Regions from separate parts of the Pan troglodytes genome. Here region 2 is linked to region 1. Evidence: chromatin contacts called from public Hi-C data. All regions are on one chromosome and are shown on one strand. Each heading gives the region's core, a stretch centred on a gene start, on an enhancer-like site or on the middle of the called end of the contact. The rest is flanking DNA. Distances are from core to core; before and after follow the strand shown. Region 1 overlaps TFPI (tissue factor pathway inhibitor). Region 2 has its middle 21 kb from the start of TFPI.

Region 1 (6,088 bases), core at 2,991-5,490:
TTTCTCCCTAAATTATCAAATCCATAATTAGACTCAATAGCCCTAAAGGGTCTTGAGTAATAAGGGTTCCCAGAAACCTACCTCTTGTACACATTTTTTTGCACTCTTCCAGACTTTCAAATCGATTCTGATTTCCTTCACATCCCCCATATATAAATTCTTCGCACTGTCGAGTGAAAATATTGAAGAAAAATCTTTTCATGATTGCTTTACATGGGCCATCATCCGCCTTGAATGCACAAAATGAATGCATAAGTTTCAGTGGTGGCAACTCCGTATCTATAAGGTAAAAATAAAAGATATAACATGTAATCTCCATCAACACTGTAATAATGTTCTTTATTTCCTTTTTAATATGTCCTGATTTTAAGGAAAAGTGCAATAAAACATACTAAGAAACTATAAAAAGTTATTCAGTTATCAAAATGGTAGATAATAAATTCACCAAATGAGACACAAGTTCTAGACTCTTGTTAGAGAGGTATTGCTTAAATCGTACCAACCGAAATGGGAGGGAATTGAGTAGTAGTTGTAAGGCAACTTCATTCAAGTGGATGTGTCCACAATAGACCTCTTTTAACTCAGCTAATGGACAGTTCTTTGAATTTCTCTCCCTAACCCACACTTGTGTCACTTTTTACACATAAAACAACCCTTTAAAAGCAACAGCATATTCACGTTCACATATATATATACACACACACATATGTATATAACACTATATTAAACCATTTTCCCTAATTATAAAAATTTATGTGTTTGATGTTATGAAAAATATACTTCATGGTGCTTTTTATTTTAACTTACCATACCATGCTTGGGTTTTAATAATGTTGAAATAATGTAAATAATGCTTTCTATGTTTTAAATAGAATGAGGCAATTCTTTTGACTTCACGTTATATATTTTTTCTTTAAATATTTAACTCCTAATTTTCATAACAGAATTTTCTATCCTGGGAATGGACATAGACATATAGGGAACTCAACTAGATTTTTTAAACATTTTATTTTTTTCAAGTCCAATAAAATTAATAGAAGCCTAATGTTAAGTAAAGTCTATTTGTTTACCAGTAAAGATAGACACTGAAAATTGTGAGTGGTGCAACCAAAAGAATAATGACAAAAATGCCATATAATACTTCTTGAATATTTTCTGCATATTGAGTCTATGTATTTTCTATGTCTTTGGCAATTGTTTTATTAATCTCTTATGGGGAATATTGAAACCTATAAATGACCTAAACCAATTTTGCCTCTAGAGGGCAGCAATATTATATTGAATTAAACAGATGAGTATAAATATCTTGAACAAAAGTGTTTTTATGCATTCTAAAATAGTTTACTTTGAACAACAACCAAAAAATGAATGAGACTTTAATATTTTCACATAAAATATTTTTAAAGCATAAAATACAGGATAAGTTTTTGGAGTATAATTGTCTCAAAAGAAATCAGTTTTAAATTTCCTGTAATTTCAAAATGTGAATTTTTTGAAACAGAAAATATGTGTGTAATAAAAGTTAAATTAGATAATTTTATTAATTGCATTCCACCCATAATATATTATTATTCTAATCAATTTTGAATTAATAGCAAGTATTAGTCTTATTTTAGTAATGTTAAAACTTTGTAACAAAATGATTGAAATGATATTGTTAATTTTTTATATGAGTCATAAAATTGTAAGTAGCCATTACAATCTTGAAAGGATTAAAAATACAGCTTTCTATACATAAGTTGGCATTTTCATGCTGTTTGATTCATGTGACACTAATTATTTTTGAAAACGTAAATTTTATCTCAATTACTAACACTGCTTTCAATTTTTAAAAATACTAGTTAAATTTACATAATACCATCTCATTATTTTGATCTATTTGATAAGTTAATTGATTATTTTTTTCAATTGAAATAAATTGAGCTTACAGAACTGATAGAAGAGTATGTTTTTCAGGTCCAGAATTTGTTAACTTAGAATAACATATGACAGAGAATTATTATGATACAGGGATAGTTTCAGCACCAAACACAATTGTCATAAAATAGCTAATTAGCAAGTAAGAATGTTGATCAAATCTTTAACTAAAGTTGAGTTTTATGCACATATGCATTTGTGTGTCTTCAAATTTTTCTGGAGTTATATTCAATTGACAAAATATAATGTTTGTGTTTACCAACATGATTTTTAAAATAATTTTAAACCAATAACAGTGTTACTAAATCCAATAAATATCTATAGTCTATATACAAATAATTGTATCAAAGTGAGTTAAGAAATATTGGTGAACATTGACAAGTTTAAATGTCATTTCTTTTTTTTTTCAAATCCTTTATCTAACATTTCATGTTGATGAACATATCTAAAATATGATAATTTGCTTTAGAAGGTCTCAGGCATATAGAGAGTTTCTGGTACCTATAAATATGAGTACTTCATGGTAAAATTTTCCATTTTTCTTAAATTAGATACACAAGTACTTTTTAATAGAAATTCATAACATAAATATAATTGAGGATTGCTAAAAATACTTTCTAAAAATCGAAAAATTTATGAACCAAAATGACTTGTTAAAACACATTTTCTCTATCACTGAAGTTATAATTGTCAGTTTTAAAAATCATTGAATGTTTTTTTTCTGAGTGGCACATTTATGAATAATTGTAAATGCTGTTTATATTTTTTTGTCTTTACTTAAGGATTTTAGAATGCCAAGCTGACATTTTGAGTTGTTATGAGAAACCAGAAAATTTGGTGTGAAGACCCTAAGTGGTGCGTCTGACTTACAGCAGGCCCACAGTAAGTATCATCAAATTACATATCGTGAGTTTCTGAACTCTAGACATGTTTGTTTTGAAACCAATAAAAATGTGACCTATCAGTTCCTTAAATATGGGACCCCAGAATTCACATAACAAAGCAGGAATAAAAATATTCTGGCATTTTTAATTTTACAGCTATATACCATTATCTCAAATTGCTGTAGAAATTCTCATATAATGTGATGTTATTCATTCCCAAGTTAACATTACTTTAGAACTTTAGAGACAAGTTATTGAGGTAGTGTTTCAGATAGAAAACTTGAATAAACATCTGTATCTGCAGAACACAAGGAACTTTACCTAATACCTGCATTGCCATGTATATTCAGAAAAATCATTTTTTATAAATCAATAATTTTATCAGATACTAATTGATGATTTCTCTACTTTTTATTCTTAATATATTTGATAGTGTTTATTATCAAGCTAAATCTTTTTTCCATTTTCTGCATTAAAGATATAATCACCTCTAGTTCAATCTGCTATTGAGTAATTTTGCCAGCAGGTGGTGGCAGTGCACCACAAAGGCAAAAGCCGATAAACTAGCTGTAGTAGTCGTACCTAGCAACAATAGCTAATGTTGCTCACTGAGTAATTACAATACCCTTGACATTTTTGTAATTGTACTCTTTAATGATCATAATCACCTACTGAGTTAGGCATTATTATCTTCATTTTATAAATTATAAAATAGCATTGCAGAAATTAAGTAGATAACTTAAATTCATACCATAAATGATGGGTTTAAAATTGATCCTCATATGGTTTTACAACAGCTATCTCACACATTCTTAATAACTACATGATATTGTCACAGATATGTGACTGAGATTCCTAAAGTAGCATTTGGATCAAACATACGGTTTTAATTATATAATTTCCACTCAATCAACAACATTTTTTTTCAAACATTCACCTTTATGAAACTAAAAATGGTTTCAATAATGGAAGTAGGTGATAATTTTATAGAAATTTTCTAGGAGAAACACTATTAACTTTTATGAATTATATTTTGTTATTAGGTGATTATTTGTCTTTATTCACACTTTAATGTATTTCTTATAGAAATCCTGTATTAGAATATTCTTTGTGCAGTGATCTTGCAGCCCACACCTAAGCACAGCATCCCTAGACTCAAGCAATGGCCAGGTGTGCTGTGTGACCCACAGTGCCATGCCACTTCACCCAAAAGGGATGGAAATCTGCCTCGGTTTTCATTTCTTATTTTGAATAAACCCTTTTGAACGTTAATAATTGGGTATTGACCATGCGTCAAGCACTGTGCTGTCACTACAGATATGACAGTAAATTAGATGACAGCAACCCCTCGTTCATGGAGCATATAGACACTAAGGACTTACATAAACATTCAGAAAGTCCTGGGTGCTGTGCGAGTGAACAGTAGGATACCTAAATTAGCCTGAAGGGGTCAGCGATAACTTTCCTGAGACTTGAAATTGAGACTTGAAGGAAATGTTTACAGAGGTAATAATTATCTGCCAGCAGCCATGAGAAAGCAAAACACATAGAGGGCAATCTAAAAGGAATTTAATCTGATCCAGTCATATAAATAGAATTATGGTTTATATTGAATCATTTGCCTTTGATGTCATGAATTTTATGTCTCATAGTCTAAAGGTTACAATCCTGCCTTCCCCTCCCCTCCCCCCACCCCATGTCCTGGGATGTTGGATAGAAGCTTACTATAATATTTGCTGCCTGAAAATATGTCATGCCCTTGACTGTAAGAATACTCATCCTCTTGGAACTTATTTGTGAATCTAGGGCTTTCAGGTAACTTACCATCTAAGAATCCACATGCTGCTAGACTCTAATTAAGGGATTTTATTTTATTTTATTTTATTTTCTGGCAGGGAAGAACAAACACATGTACCTTTTGCCTTCTCTGTGTCAGAAAATGTGCCAGATGCTTTTCCACTTTTTATATAAAAATCATAGGAAATTAGTTATTTACGTTATTCATTTACAGTTTAGGACACTGGTAGTCAGAAAGTTTAAATAACTTATTCAGTCTCACAAATGTACTAGGTGGCAAACTACACCTGCAAACTCACGTCTGTCTGATTCTAAATCCTACAAAAGATACTTGCCTTTCACTAAATGTTCACTCTTAATTTTCTGTCTCCTAGCCCAATGGAATTGTTTTAAAAAGCTTATCACTACTCTTTTTGTTATCATTTTTGCCTTATCTAGACGTTAATTCTAGATTATCCTCCCTGCTGATTTGACTGTTAAAAAATCATCTACTATTTGCTTGTGAGAGAAGCAATAAAATTTGATGTATTTTTCTATTAATAAGAGTACCTTATTTCAATTAAATAATATACTTCTGTAAAATGATGTTATGATCTTAGCATCATGTGATAAATTGTATCTCCAAAATAGAATTTTTTCAGATGTGAGATAAGGTTATTATAAAAATTAATTTTAAACAAAAACAAAATAAAACTAGATAAAACTGCAACTAGTTGGTGAAGAGGTCTTTAAGTCTAGCTTAAATATCAAAATTCTTTGTTACCACCTAGGTTTGGAAGCTACCTTATAGTAATTTTAAATTCTGGCTTAATTACTGATGACTTAATTCTGGATTATTGATTGACAGTGGCAGCAGCCACAATTTCAGGAACTTCCTGGTTAACCAATATTCATTTTCTCAGTCCAGTTGAGGAAAATTGGACTGGGACAAATACAGGGAACACTTGGATCTATTTGCTTCTCACTTCCCACAAGTGAGATTGCCTGTTTTTTCCCTGTTAAGACTTATTTTATCCTCCATCTTCCTTGTTTCTGTAACCTCCAGAATGTTAGAATTTTAACCCACCACCTTTTGAGAAAAAAGCCGAATGAGGGATTGAAACTCATAATGTTCAAATTCCTATTTTCAAAAAGGTACATTAGGGTTTTTACTAAATAATGCTTCATCTCTAGGAAATTTTTATAACATGACTTCCCCTTGTGGAGCCCTCAGAGAGCCAAGCTTGATTGAATCTCCTTCCTCTTCCCATCAACAGCAGCACTCTCCATGCTTCTGTCACTTTGTTTACTACTTTATACGGAAATAAACTGTCCACCCTTCACACTCCCCTAGGAAACGGTGAGATTCTTGAGCACCTCATCTCAGCCATACCTGTTTCTCTAGCACCTTCCACAGATTCAGGCCCAGAAGATGTATTTATTCAAACTTTATTAAAGTACACTGAACACAGTCATTTTAAAAAGCTATTAAAGCTATCAAATAAGAATGC
Region 2 (6,431 bases), core at 2,330-4,829, 74 kb after region 1:
CCATGGTGTATATGTACCAACCACATTTTCTTTATCCAGTCTTCTGTGGATGGGCATTTAGGTTGATCAATGTCTTTGCTATTATGAATAGTGCTGCAGTAAATGAACATGTGCATGTGTATTTGTGAAAGAATGACATAACAATTTAAAAATTAATCATTGTGGACTAAATAAATACATTTTGGTATAATCATTTGATAGAAGACTATTTGGATAAAATACAGTAATACAGTATTTAGATAAAATACAGTATACACATGACCAGGACAAAAAAATAAATCAGAGTAAAAGTTAAGAACAATATCATTTACCTAATTTTAGAAATACACATAGCTATATATGCAATAAAAGGACATAGGGTTACATTTGTTGTTTGTTCTAGAAAGGAGGGGAGAGGAATGCAATAGGGAAAGACTATAAAGAATAATGTGGCCTTCAACTATACATGTAATATTTTATATATCTTATATGAAATACTAAATAATACTGTATTTTACACAAAATACTATATAATAAAATATAAATTATTACATATAACATGGAGCAATTACAATGAAAATGCTAGTATTTACTAATTGTGGATGATTGCTACTGGATTTTTGGGATATTTTCCTTTCTACTTTTCCTCGTTTTCAAATATTTAAATTAAAAATAAATTAGAACATATACAACAGAAAAATATTAGACATTTTTACAGTTCATTCTTTCCAAAATGCTTAATTTAAAAAATTATAACTACCTAAATGAAAGAAAAAATAACCATTTGTTATCAAGATAATATTTGTAGAAACGAATTAAAAGTCCTTCAAACATTATTTAATTTGATCATTTTTATCACATCATAAAAAGGGCAGGTATTCTTTTGCTTTTATATAATGATGTTATTCTCTTTTATAATATAGTTTCCAAAGTCAATGTACATGAAAAGTAAAAAATATCTTTCCTGGTTATCTGCATAAGATGTGATAACCAAAAAACTTCCAATGTAATAACCATGTGGAACTAACAGCACTCTTTTTCTAAATGTACTGATTTTTCTTTTCAATAGCTTTTTCTCACAAAGCAGCTGACCATTTTTGGCAAGATTTAAGAATTTTAACCTACAGCTCTCTTTAGCTGTCTGTGCTAGGCATGCATGGCAACAAATGCCTTCTGAATTTCCCTCAAAAGAAGCTTCTTTTTGCCTGTATTTTCTCTTTCTCTTGAGGAAAGCAAACAAACTTCATTTATGCTGTGCCTTTATTTTAAAAGAAAAACCACAGAATGTGAACTATGTAAACTAAATAAATTGAAAGCTATGATAACACTGTATGTAATCTTGACATCACTTTAAGTCTTGCAACATTAAATATAAATCTTGGAACAAATTATTTTGTGGCCCAAGAGAAAGCACACAAGAGAAATTTGTTATTTCCCTTTTTGTGTATGCTTTTTTTTCCATCCGTGAAAAATGGATATTGGTTAGGGGCGACTAGCAGACTAAATTTCCTGTTTCTTCCTGCCTTTCCCCAACTCTATGTGAAAGATAAAAACTCAGAACACGGATTTCCTGCTGAGCTTGCTGCTCTATCCTTTCTGGGAATTTTCCTAATTGAGAAAAAAGTCCAGATGGAAAAATGTAACCTCCTTTGAGAATTCAATAGGCAATTTAAAAAGTGCTCAAACATTTGTCCAATCTCTTCTCCTAGGTTCTGGCACGTGTGAAATGCACCTGATAAAGAAGTGTGATGGGTCTGCTCACCATATTCTCTTTAAGCTCAGATTTAATTAAGAAAAGTAATGTTTTACTTAACACAGAATTATAAAACCATTATTCACCAAAACGATTATAAGCTATTACAAAATTTAACAAAGTAAACACACTTGATTTTCTTAACAATGCCTTCAGATAGCACACAGGATGTTTAAATAACTTTACAAGTGTTAACTCCAACTCTATAATCCTTGAGTTTAACCATTATGAGGTATTGTTTCACTGAACTTTTTAGGACTAAGAGGTTTGCAAATTAATGATCCCTTTTTCTTTGCAGTATTTAAGGGATCAGTTAATACACACAAAACCTTGGGTGAGTGAACAAAAAGAGAGAAAAGACCATGGAAAGGAGAAGCAAAACTGCTGAGAATAAATTCACAGCCTTGTCCCTGAAAATGAACCCCTGTTGTGCTCACCAGAGTTTTAGTATGTATGGATTTCATTTAGGATATCTGCCTGGACCCCCTTCAAAAAAAGTCAAACCTCAGGGGACAGTTATCTTTGCTTTTGTGGTTTCTACATCTCTCAGGACCCTGTTTGCTTCTGCATTGGAATGTTAAGTCTCAGAATTTATACTTTTAACCATTCTGTGTTTTATTCTTTAATGTTCTAGCCTTTAATTGTTTTGCTTTTATTTATTTTCTATATTTTAAACTGGTTTTAGGCTTTTCATTTACTAGGCCATTTATTTTAATTATTTTGTAACACATTCTTATTCATTTAATCTTTTATTGCTTGTATTCCATTGAAAATCATTTAATATTGAATCCTGTATATAATATTTTTAACGAATTTTGTTGTTTTCAGTGTTATTTTAACTCTTAGTATTTAAGTATTTAACTTGAGTTATTTTAACTCTTAAATATTATTATTGGTGCTGTATTAATGTATATATAATGCATGATGATCATGTATATGAATATAGCATGGTATAAACCACAGAAGTTGAGCCTTTTTTCCCTTCTACTTAATATAGCGGCAAGCCTTCTATCCGCCTAGGATGGACTACCCATCCCTTAGCAAAAATTGTACTCAAATACTCTGTGATCACCACATTGAATAATTTCATAGGTCCAGAGACAAAATTTTAACTGTCCTGCAAGGAAGGACAGTAGCAAATTGCATAAGAAGTTTGTCTTCTCATACAAAACCATTTCATTTTGAATCTCCCAGGAAAATTACATGTAAGGATAGGTCCATTTTACTGCAATCTCCCCACCAGTATACACATTTGCTGATTTCTGTCTCTTTATGAATTGAGTTTCAGGGATAATTACTTATGGCATAGATTATCTTATCTCTCTTATTGATTAAGAATGCTTAAGGAACTTTGACCTCAGAAAGAATTAAGTTTACAATCTATACCTGCTGTTTCAGACTGTATAAAGGGAACTAAGCCCTTGATGGATCCTGGCCTGAGAAAGCCTGGCTGATTAGATAAGACAATCCTGCCCAGATTTTTTCAGAGTGCACAAGACCAGCTAGTAGTCATCTTCATTCTTTCCTTGATTATAACCTCTGAGCATCACAAAAGTTTCAACTGAATTGACTTATGCAGTTTCTAGACTCTGTTCATTTCTTTAGTTGAGAACAGAATTTCATTTTAGGAAGGTTTCAGTCCTGCAAAGCAGGTACAAATGTAGCTGATTTTCTCTAATGTGTTGTCCTTCTCAGCAGTGAAATTGTATATTTGCCCTCAGGTATATTAACTTGGGCATTATTGACATTTTAGAACAGATAATTCCTTGTTGCAGTAGGTTGCCCTGTGCACCGTAGGCTATGTAGCAGCATTGCTAGTCTCTATACACTAGATGCCAGTACACAACTGCCCCTGATGGTAACAACTTAACATGTCTCCAGAATTTGCCTAACATTCAGTGAAGAACGGAATCATTCCCAGGTGGGAACCATTGTTCCACTTTGAGCCTCACTCTGAAAACCTGACTGCATCTGGGGTGTTCTACTTAACTGTCTGTTCCTATGCTCTGTGTCTCACATTCTCCCTCTGAACTAATTATCTACCTGTGAGCTTTGGGGCTCTCAGGTAGCTTCTCAGAAAAGTATATCTGGGTATGATATATGGCCATTCTCTCAACTGATTTTCATTTCAAATAAAATAAAATAATAAAATAAATGCCAGTAAAATAAAATACTTGATTAACTAAGAATATCTGCTAATTATGGAGAATAAGAAAAGCATAAAGACAAAATATAAATAGTACATATTATTCATATGTATTTCCCAACTATAGGCATTGTAAAACGTTATTCCATATATTCTCAGTCATGGAGAGCTCTACAGATATATGTTTCTGTTTTTTTTTTAAATGGATTATATTTTGTCTATCAGTGTGTGGTCTGTTTTGAATGACTTCACGTTTTTTTTGTATTCTAATACATTATTTTATTAGCCATGTTATTTAATTGCAAATGTTTGATTAGTTACTAAACCAACAATCTGTTGTTAGAAAGCTGCATCTTTTAAATGATTATAAAATATCTGAATTTCATAGGCAATGTATTTTAGAAGGCCTGTATCTCTGCTACCACATTGGTATTAATAATATATTTTACTTCAAAGGAATTAGGCTGGTCCCAGCTTATGAAGTCAGCCAGGTTGTAGCCACAGATCCATGGACTTCTATATTTTATTATATAAGTGGCTACATCTTCCAATGGTAATATGATACTATTAGAAGATTTATCTCCCAGGGAGGACAATTTAAAAGTATAGAAATGTTTACCTGGTAATATTCCCTCTAGGCTACCACAATCTCATAAAAAAATTTGTAGAGGCAGAGTAGCATTGGTTGAGTATTGACTAAAGGAGTAAAGGTGCCAGACGTGGGTAAATTTATTCTAAAACAAGACTTAGACCAGAGTACAAGTTCTTCTGAGTGAGGATTGGACTAACTTCTATATATAATATGTACAGTGGTATATTAAAATGTATCTGTATTGTATTAGAGTTCAAAGATTATGTTCATGACCGTATATCTCAATAATACCAGAGTATGAGTTCAAAAGAAATTGAATACACTTTGTCTTTTTTATTCTATATTCTTTCTGATCACTTGAATTTTCAAATGTCTTCTATGAGTAACTAAGTTTGAATTATATATATATATTATTATTATTATTTGAGAATAGAGTCTCACTCTGTCACCCAGTCTGGAGTACAGTGGCATGATCTTAGCTCACTGCATCCTCTCGGGTTCAAATGATTCTCATGCCACAGCCTTCCAAGTAGCCGAGACCACAGTCCTGTGCCCCCACACCCAGCTAACTTATGCATTTGTAGTAAAGATAGGGTTTCGCCATGTTGCCCGGCTGGTCTCAAACTTCTGATCTGCCTGTCTCAGCCTCCCAAAGTGCTGGGATTACAGGTGTGAGCCACCACACCTGGTCTGAATAATAATTTTTATTCAAAATGTTTTATTTTTATTTTTGTCTTTATTAAGTATATATTTGTGTTTTCACTAATTTTTTCTAAGAGGAACCAGAAAAAAAAAAAAAAAAGACATTGGTCCATGCTCTTTGGAACTCTGAGGAAACATGGCTCACTAACAATCACAAAGCTAATGGTTTTGTGATTATCTATTTCCCTTTGTCTAATAATACAAGACACATCTACAAAAACAAGAATGGTTAGCAGACAGAGAGTTTGACTGATTTTTGGTAAGAATCATAAAAATATTGCTAACAGATAATCTCTATTTTAGACATTTGAAAATAATTTCCTGTAAGTTTATAAACATTTTATTAAAATATTTTTACTTACAAGTTTCTTAGAAAAAACTTTAAAAAGTATGAAAAAATAGCACATAAACATATCACATAGACATATTTATTAAGCACCAACTATATGACAAATACCGTTCAAGGATTTAAAAAAACAGCAAAGGGCAAGACAGATAAAACCACAATAAAGTGAATTCTACCAATGATCACAACTTTTAATCTGAAGGAGGATTACAACAAACTGAAGAATGTCTCACCTTTTTGATATATCTCCTTTTAAAGCTGCTTAGAAATAAGTTATTCATGTAAAATTCTGTTTGTTTATGCCTTTTAATTTATAGAGAGTCAGGTTGGTGTATCTTGGGGAGGTTTTCACTGGTTATTCAACATCTAAAATGTAAAGAAAAAATTTTATTCATCTCATATTCAGATTTTTTTAAAAAAAATTTAAAATTTGAATCCCATGGTGAATAATTATATTTTTATGTCAATTTCTAGTCACTTGCACTTTACAGTTTATGATAGTAAACTCCTTTAATGACACTTAAATTTTTTTTCTCAGTTTTATGGGCAAAACCTGGCAAAATTTTAAATTTGCAGTCCATTGAGTAACAGCGAAGTTGAATATTAATTTTCTTATTGGATATTTTTCTTGTTCTTTTGTGAATCGTTATTTATGTTCTTTGCTTATTTTATATTACGTAAACATATGTACATATGTACATATATTACATATGTTACATAAACTTATGTATATATTTTGCATATATGTATATATACACATAAGCTTAAGGATAAAATGCAGTATTCTTTCTATTATTAGATACTATTGTCCTAACACAAATCTGTATAATGATAATAGTAGTATAGTAATAATAAACATTATTTAATACCTAGTACTGTTGTATCTTTTCAAATAACTATTTTAATCTTTAAA

Evidence for each region. A called contact is a pair of places that touch in the nucleus more often than the background predicts.
Region 2: a Hi-C map of induced pluripotent stem cells shows a contact between it and region 1, with 4 times the contacts expected there. The contact joins two enhancer-like sites. A contact is called at or near these places in 5 of 7 Hi-C or Micro-C datasets (blood, induced pluripotent stem cells, a lymphoblastoid cell line and 1 more) and 1 of 1 other capture datasets (stem cell-derived neural stem cells).

What each region holds. Positions count from the first base shown.
Region 1 is chr13:89,526,196-89,532,283 of NHGRI_mPanTro3-v2.0_pri, forward strand. TFPI (tissue factor pathway inhibitor) reads right to left here. Exons shown (of 8, transcript XM_001162140.7): 3 at 82-279. It overlaps LOC107973861 (a long non-coding RNA gene), which reads left to right. Exons shown (of 5, transcript XR_008546669.2): 2 at 2,700-2,799. Among named protein-coding and RNA genes, the nearest start is that of CALCRL, 52 kb to the left of the region's middle. Within about 2 kb of position 4,241, at least 1 of the 24 cell types and tissues checked has an H3K27ac peak or open chromatin away from gene starts, as enhancers often do. A contact at or near this core is called in induced pluripotent stem cells, where this site is marked.
Region 2 is chr13:89,601,307-89,607,737 of NHGRI_mPanTro3-v2.0_pri, forward strand. No RefSeq gene overlaps it. Among named protein-coding and RNA genes, the nearest start is that of TFPI, 21 kb to the left of the region's middle. Within about 2 kb of position 3,580, at least 1 of the 24 cell types and tissues checked has an H3K27ac peak or open chromatin away from gene starts, as enhancers often do. A contact at or near this core is called in induced pluripotent stem cells, where this site is marked.